Regions from separate parts of the Oryctolagus cuniculus genome. Here region 1 is linked to region 2. Evidence: chromatin contacts called from public Hi-C data. All regions are on one chromosome and are shown on one strand. The core of a region is the stretch at or near the end of the contact, and the rest is flanking DNA. Distances in the headings are between cores, read along the strand shown.

The links. Hi-C and Micro-C count contacts between places; a contact is called where the count stands out from the background.
Region 1: a contact with region 2 is called in a Hi-C map of an unstated tissue, with 5 times the contacts expected there. The contact joins two enhancer-like sites. A contact is called at or near these places in 3 of 6 Hi-C or Micro-C datasets (ear pinna, psoas muscle and an unstated tissue).

Annotation. Positions count from the first base shown.
Region 1 is chr19:40,211,252-40,215,503 of mOryCun1.1, forward strand. The region is part of intron 1 of CYTH3 (cytohesin 3); the gene reads left to right. Among named protein-coding and RNA genes, the nearest start is that of CYTH3, 32 kb to the left of the region's middle. Within about 2 kb of position 2,865, at least 1 of the 8 cell types and tissues checked has an H3K27ac peak or open chromatin away from gene starts, as enhancers often do. A contact at or near this core is called in ear pinna, where this site is marked.
Region 2 is chr19:40,135,735-40,139,866 of mOryCun1.1, forward strand. No RefSeq gene overlaps it. Among named protein-coding and RNA genes, the nearest start is that of SMIM10L3, 31 kb to the left of the region's middle. Within about 2 kb of position 2,752, at least 4 of the 8 cell types and tissues checked have an H3K27ac peak or open chromatin away from gene starts, as enhancers often do. A contact at or near this core is called in ear pinna, where this site is marked.

The DNA of each region.
Region 1 (4,252 bases), core at 1,615-4,114, 76 kb after region 2:
TCCAGTCCAGCTCTCTGCTGTGGCCCGGGAGTGCAGTGGAGGATGGCCCAAGTGCTTGGGCCCTGCACCCCATGGGAGACCAGGAGAAGCACCTGGCTCCTGCCATTGGATCAGTGCAGTGCGCCGGCCGCAGCGCGCTGGCCGTGGCGGCCATTGGAGGGTGAACCAACGGCAAAAGGAAGACCTTTCTCTCTGTCTCTCTCTCTCTCACTGTCCACTCTGCCTGTCAAAAAAAAAAAAAAAAAAAAAAAAAAAAAGATGCTCATGTCCCACAGCCGAGTATCTGGCAGCTCCAGCTTCCTGCACTGGGAGCAATGGTGATGGCTCAAGTGACTGAGTTCCTGCCACCATGGCAGACCTGGGCTGAGTTCGTGTCCCCTGGCTTTGGCCCAGCCACTGCAGTCTAGGCTGTTGGTGGCATTGGAGGTGTAGAGCAGCAGATGGGAGCTCTGTCCATCTCTGCCTCTGTCTTGTGGGGTTTTTTTTTGTTTGTTTGTTTTGTTTTGTTTTGTTTTTTAAGAGAGCGAGCTATAGACAGAGGGAGAGATAGAATTTCTTCCATCTGCTGGTTCACTTCCCAAAAGGCCTGCAATGGCTAGAGCTGAGCTGATCCGAAGCCAGGAGCCAGGAGCGAGCTGGATTGGAAGAGGAGCAGCTAGGACACAGACTGGTGCCCATATGGGATGCCAGCACCACAGGCAGACGCTTAGCCCGCCATGGCACAGCACCAGCCCCCCGTCTGCCTCTTAGGTAGTTACACAGCTCCCCACCTCTGACCCTACTCTTTGGCGTGTTTTCATCAGATGAGTAGGAACAGCGGGCAGAGGGAATATTCTTGGAAGTCATCTGTCTTACTGGGATGGCTGCTGTTTAATTATGCACAGAGGTGACTGAAAGCCCCCAAATACGTCCTGCTAAACCAGGTCTGATGCTTCCCCACCTCGCCCTCCTCTCAGACCTCTTGGCGCCCCCTGCTGGAAGTGTGGTGGAAGGAAAGGTAGAGTGTGGTGGAGGGCTCAGCGTGCAGACCTTGACCTTGTGAGTATGTTGCTGGGTTCTGCCAGGGCTCTGTGGAAGACTCCTGAAGTGTGTGCCTAGCGCCATGGCTACCGAGGCTGCTGGGGACCACCTCCTCGAGGCTGGCGCAGCTGGTCACAGGTGCCTGCTCCTCTCACCCAGGGCCGCTGCCTGGAGCTGGGAAGCGTTTGTCCATGCTCTCCATCTCTGTCCAGATAATGGCAGACAGATTGTGGTCTGGTGATTTTGGGGTGGGAGTGGAGCGGCACTTTTTGGGCACCTGGAATTGGGAGACGAGGCTTGATGTATTTGCAGCCACCTTGGGAGGCACAGCCTTTCCCTCCCGAGGTGTGTCGGGGGCAATGATTGGTGGGGGACATGCCCCCCCAGGCACCCTTGGAAAGTAGTGCTTCCAGTAGTGGGACTCAGGGCCCTCTTGCCTGAGTCCTTTTTGTTTTCAGACCTCTCATGCAGCCTGAGGATTGGTATACCCTGGGGTCATAGCACATAGGCTGTGTGAGGAGCAGAATGGTGTTGATTTGTAGCATGACTGAGAGAATTTCTGTTCATGCAGTCATCTTGCTGATTTACTATTTTTCTTAAAGGTTTTATTTATCTGAAAGGCAGAGTGACAGAGGGAGAGACCAACTGATTGACTCCTCAAATGGCTGCAACAGCCAGGTCTGGATCAGGCAGAGCCCAGGAGTCAGGAACTCCATCCAAGTCTCCCACGTGGCTGGCAGGGGCCCAAGTACCTAGGCCATCACCCACTGCCTTCCCAGGTGCATTAGCAGGAAGCTGGATCGGAAGCAGAGCAGCGGGGACTCAGTCCTGCCACCCTCTGATATGGGATGCAGGCATCCCAAACAGCAGCATGACCGCTGAACAATGCTGGTCGTTTTCTAATCTTTTGATAATATTTTGCAGAGAATGGTCTTGTGAATATGCCATTTTTTTTTGCAGATTTATCTGCGAGATAAATTTTCAGAAGTGGGATTCTTGAGCCAAAAGGGAAACTGCATTTGAAGTGTAGATGGTATCACACTTCCCTCCCCACCCACGACCCAGCCATGTGGGAGAAAGCCCAGTTCCCGAGTTGGATCCACAGAGCGTTCGGTGTGGCTTTGTGTGTCTGGTGGGTCAGAGGACATGTCCTGGTATCTGCTTGTCTGTCTTGAGATACTGGGTTATTAGTCCTTTCCTCTTCAATTTCTGGATCTTTGTGTATTCAGGGGATTAGTTCCCATGGACTGCAGATGTTAACCTCCCAATTTGCTCTTTCTGTTTTGACTTTGACTTTTTGTTTATTTTTAAGATTTATTTTTTTGAAAGGCAGAGTTAAGAGAGGAGGAGACAGACTGACAGAAACAGAGATCGATCACTCCCCGAAAGCCTGCCAGGCCAGCCAGGAGTCTAGAACTCCATCTGGGTCTCCTACATTGGTGACAGGGACCCAAGCACTTGGGCCATCATCCGCTGGTTTCAGATGATCACTGTCAGGGAGCTGGATTGGAAGCAGAGCAGCTGGGACTTGAACCTGCTCCTCTATGGTTTGCTGCTGTCATAGTGGTGGCTTAACCCCTTGTGCCATAGTGCCGGCCCCTGGCTGTGTGGTTTTTTTGTTTGTTTGTTTGTTTGTTTGTTTGTTTTTGGTTCATTTATTTATTTGAAAGGCAGAGTTAGAGAGAAGGAAACAAAGGGATCTTCCATCCACTGTTAAACTCCCCACATGGCTGTAACAGCCAGGACTGGACCAGTCCAAAGCCAGAAGCCAGGAGCTTCTTCTGGGTCCCCCACATGGGTACAGGGTCCCAAGCTCTTGGTGCGTCTTCGGCTGCTTTTCCAGGCACACTAGTAGGGAGATGAATTGGAAGTGGAGCAACCGGGACTCTAACTGGAGCCCATATGGGATTCCAGCGCCGAAGATGGCAGCTTTACCCACTACGCCACAGCACTAGGCTCTGTTTTTGTTTTTGAATAGCAGAAGATCCTTTTTATTTGTTTTCTGGATCTCAATTTTGAGTCATACTTAAAAGAGGTCTCTCGTTCCAGGATTATAAAGGGATTCATCTGTGCTATTTCCTTCTTGTACTTTTGTGGTTTCATTTTCTACATTTAGATTTTCCTACTGTCTGGAGTTTGGCCTGGTGTGTGGTGTGAGGTGTAGATACTGCTTTATCTTTTCTTCCCCAGATGGTTACATTTCCCCTGACACCGTTTATTAAAAAGGTCATCTTTACCCCGAAGCTTTTGTCTTATGTGGGTCTTTGTGGACTTCTGTTGTGTTGGTCTGTCCTCCTGAGGCTGTGGTAATCTCATATCAGATTAGCCTTTGCCCACCTCAGTGTTACTCCTCAGCAGAGTTTTCCTGGCTTTTCTTTCTTGCTTTCCCTTCTCACCGTAGAATCTGCTCATCCACCAACAGAAAATGGATAGCGCCTGCTTTAGTTCAGATTGCGTTACACTTACAAATTAACTTGGAGAGCGTGACATCTTGATGATGTGCCTTTTCGTCTGTTCAGGTGTGTTAAAGTTTTCCTTCCTTTCCAGGAGTTTTAGACAGTTACTATGAAATTTATTTCTGGGTATTTGATGTGTCACCGCTAATGTGAATGAAGTATTCTTTTCCATTTTTTCATCTAACTAGTTATGGTTTGGGATTATGAAAGCTTTTGATTTTTTTGTTTTTTAGATTTTTACTTATTTGAAAGGCAGAACTAGAGAGAACGAGAGACAGAGATCTTCCATCTTCTTGTTCACTCCCCAGATGGTCACAACGGCCGGGGATGGGCCAGGCCAGAGCCAGGAGCCAGGAGCTTCTTCTGGGTCTCCCATGTAGTGCAGGGGCCCAAGCACTTGGGCCACCTTCTGCTGCTTTCCCAGGCCATTAGCAGGGAGCTGGATCAGAAGTGGAGCAGCCAGGACATAATATGGCACCGCAGGCAGATGCTTAGCCTGCTATGCATAGCTCCATCCCCAAAAGCTTTTGACTTCTGTGTGTTAATTTTATTATGTTTCATTAGCTTAGCAAATGATTGTTTTTAGAAACATGGCTTTTCATTTGGATTTCTTGGGTTTTCCACTTATGCAGTTATTTGTTTGGCAAGTGGTAATTTTGTCTCCTTCTTTCTGATTTTTCTCCTTGTTTTAGTCTCTTGTCCAGTTGAATTGCTCATGAGTTCTGTTTCTTTGTTTTCAAAAGATTTATTTATTTATTTGAAAGATTTAAAGAAAA
Region 2 (4,132 bases), core at 1,502-4,001:
GTTCCCTCCCCGAATGCCTGCAGCAGCTGGGTTGGGTGGGGGAATGTCGCTCCCCCTCTTCGTGGAGGAACGACACAGGACCCTGCGCTGTTCTTTCGTCTGCTCGGCCCTCCCCGGGTTTGCTGCTGGTTCTTCCCGGGTTGGCTACTGTCCCTTCCACCTCCGTGGAAGGGCAGTTCCCCCTGGCCACATTCCCCACTTCCGCAGGGGAGCGGCACACCGCCGGCCGGCTCTCTCGGGGGCTGCACGGGTGTTCCTTCAGCTAGATGTTCCCCTTAGATGTTCCTTCTTAGATGTTCCTGGTGCATGCCGTCTCTCTCCTCCTTTATAGTCCTCCTCCGCCAATCCCAACTCGGCTGCCCACACGCCGAGTACGCTGCTCTCCAATCAGGAGCAAGTCCTACAGTTTATTGGTTGAACTGGAGGCAGCTGTGCGGAAGCTGTTTACTTCTCTCCCAGCGCCATATTGTGGGAGAGCAGATGCATAGAATAAGTCTTAATTCCAGTAACTCAGTCCAGTCCGGATTGCTCCCCACAGATCCCCCTTTCTTTTTATTTTTTGGCGTTGATACGCGCCTGTCTTCGGTGTCCCGCGGCACACACTCTGCTCTACTTGCTAGAGTTGCCACAGGCTCTTACAAGTCCTATCAATCAGGCAAACCAAATCCGGGTCCTCTCTTCGCCATGTTGTGAGGAGGTTTTTAGGCGCTGATGCGTGCCTGTGTTCGGTGCCCTGCAGCGCGTGCTCTGCTCTGCCTGCAGGGGCTTACAAGCCCTATAAGGCAAACCGAATCCAAGCCTTCTCATTGCCTTTTTGTGGGGAGGCCTTACTGATGTTAATTCGTGCCTGTCTTCGGTGACCTGCGGCGCATAAGCTGCTAGCCGCCGCAGGTGCTCATCGTGCTCATCGCCTCACTTAATCAGGCAGACCGAATCCAAGCTCTCACATTGCAGTGTTGTAGGGAGGCCTTTCTATTTCTCTATTTCTCTATCTCCGGGCATTCCTATTTCTCCCATTTTACTTCTATCTTCCAGCATTCCTATTTCTCTTCTACTTCTAAACTTCTGTTTCTCTTATCCCCGCAGCTTCCTGCTGCCCGCCCCGAGGCTACTTCTCGGCGGCTTCCCGGCTGAGCCGCTTCAGCCCGCGCCTCTCTCATCTGCGCAGCTCGGCTTTGCGCGCACACACTCCGCGGTCTCCACGCCCTTCGCGTCTGCACCACGGCCTCGTGCCAGCCCCGTTCCCTATCTATTCACGCCCCGTGCTCTCTCTGCACGCGGTGGCTTCCGCGAGTAACACAGCGTAGCTTACGTGTCCGCCACTAGCATTCAATCTAAGTTCCCCGGGCTAGCCTGGCGAATTCAACCCAGCATACGTCTCCGCCCCACGGTTTGGCTTCCCGTCCTTTGCTCCCCGGGCTAATCAGACGGATCCCAATCTGGCTTACGTTTCAGCTTCTGGTTTCAACTTTTCGCCCCCCATTCCCGGGCTAACTTGAGAACCCCAAAGTGGCTTTCGTTTCCGCCTTGGCCTGCCCCCCGCGGCTTCAATTTCCCTAACATTTTTCTCTACCCGGTATGTTTCCCCAAGCTTTCCTCCAACAATACTCCTCCCTCATTTCTCCTGGCCTCTCCCCACAGTCCGCATCCGAGTCTGTTTGTTCTAGCTTTCACTTTCGCCTTCGACCTTAGAGATTTCTCCCAGCTTCCCCCCGTAGTCCGTATCCGAATCTATGCCTAGGCTTTCAATAGTTTCTTCCGGCACCCTTTTCGTCCGGCTTTTCCCTAGGCTGTTTGCTAGTCTCTCTCTCCGGTAATTTCCCAGTTCTTCCCGTTTCTTCCCTCCTAAGTTTCCTATCCGAGTCAGGTTTCCTATCCGAGTCACTTCTTCCCTCCTAAGTTTCCTATCCGCCCTAGGTTTCCTATCCGAGTCACGGCACCATTATGTCGCTCCCCCTCTTCGTGGAGGAACGACACCAAGCCCTGCCTAGGCTCCATATCCGAGTCACGGCACCATTATGTCGCTCCCCCTCTTCGTGGAGGAACGACACAGGACCCTGCGCTGTTCTTTCGTCTGCTCGGCCCTCCCCGGGTTTGCTGCTGGTTCTTCCCGGGTTGGCTACTGTCCCTTCCACCTCCGTGGAAGGGCAGTTCCCCCTGGCCACATTCCCCACTTCCGCAGGGGAGCGGCACACCGCCGGCCGGCTCTCTCGGGGGCTGCACAGGTGTTCCCCTTAGATGTTCCTTCTTAGATGTTCCTGGTGCATGCCGTCTCTCTCCTCCTTTATAGTCCTCCTCCGCCAATCCCAACTCGGCTGCCCACACGCCGAGTACGCTGCTCTCCAATCAGGAGCAAGTCCTACAGTTTATTGGTTGAACTGGAGGCAGCTGTGCGGAAGCTGTTTACTTCTCTCCCAGCGCCATATTGTGGGAGAGCAGATGCATAGAATAAGTCTTAATTCCAGTAACTCAGTCCAGTCCGGATTGCTCCCCACAGGGGAACACGATCCAAGTCTTTCCGTGGGTGTTGGGGATCCAGTCCCTTGAGCTTGAGCCATCGCTGCCGACACCCGTGGGCTCCTGCCCTGGCAGGAAGCTGGAGTCAGGAGCTGGAGGTGGAAGTGGAACACAGGCTGTCTGACGTCTGACAGGACGCTTGGGTGTCTCCGCTGCTCGGCCAGACGCCTGCCCCTGTGCGTGGCTTCCTCTGAACCCCTCTTCCCTCTCGCTCCTCATTCCCTGTAGGAGCTGGGAGCTCTGTCTCGCTTCCCTGGCAGCTCAGGCTGCGGGCAGCCTCTCTCTGCCTCGCCTCCATTCCACTTTGCATGTCTGAAGATGCCCAGCCTTAGGGGTCCCAGCCCTGCTGTGTGCAGTAGTCTTCACCCTCTCCCTGGGGTGTGCAATTTTAAATACAGTCTTAGCTTTCGAACTTGACCTTGGCACTGCACACAGGACAGTTCCCCGAGCCTAGGATGATTCATGAGAACATCCTGTGCCGTCCCTCCCCCACTCCCACCCCGCCCTCTGGAGCCACTGGGGGCCTCCCCTCCTGGCCACCAGCCTCACCTCTCATGCCAAAAATAGGACTTGGAGCCAGCTCCTCCTGTGACATAAGGAGTCTTCCAGACACAGACAGGAAATGGACAGGCCAGGGCTCCAAACCCGCGGCAGTCTCACTTCTAGTTTTCCAGGGCATGTCTCTCTTTTGTGTTTGACGGCATGCTGGGCTCTGAAACAGGTGAATTGGGGCTGGCGTTGAGGCGCAGTGGGTTAAGCCGCCACCTGCAGTGCCCACATGCCGTAGGAGCTCCGGTTTGAGTCCCGGCTGCTCCAAGTCTGATCAGCTCTCTGCTGATGCATCTGAGAAAGCCGTGGAATGTGGCCCAAGTACTTGGACCCTTGCCACCCACGTGGAAGACCTGGATGGAGTTCCAGGCTCCTGACCAGCCTAAGCCATCTGGGGAATAAACCAACAGAAGGAAGATCTTTCTCTATGTCTCTCCCTTGCTCCGTAACTCTGCCTTTCAAATAAATAAATAAATCTTAAAAAATAGGTGAGCAAAACAGAAGTTGATCTCAAGTATCCACCGGTTAGTGGGTGACCCCAGGTCATTAGCATGGGACTGCCGCAAGAGGTTGGAGCTCTCGGGGCCGGCCCTGTGGCTCACTTGTTTAATCCTCCGCCTGCGGCACTCACATCCCATATGGGCGCCGGGTTCTAGTCCTGGCTGCTCCTCTTCCAGTCCAGCTCTCTGCTGTGGCCCAGGAGGGCAGTGGAGGATGACCCTGCACCCACATGGGAGACCAGGAGGAAGCACCTGGCTCCTGGCTTCGGCTTGGCATAGCTCCGGCCGTAGTGGCCATTTGGGGGGGGGGGTGAACCAAGGGAAGGAAGACCTTTCTCTCTCTCTCTCTCACTGTCTCCCTGTCTCGCTAACTCTGTCAAATAAATTAAAAAAAAAAAAAGAGGTTGAAGCTCTCAAGCACTTGCCGACTGCACCCCAGCGGCTTGGGCAGAGGCTTCTGCCAGGGCCCCCCACCCATCAGTCCCAGCTGACTTGGGGTCCCAGAGGTTAGGCAGGAGCTGTAGTGTGCTGGCCTGGCCTGCGCCAGGAGCTGCGGCTTGCGAGGT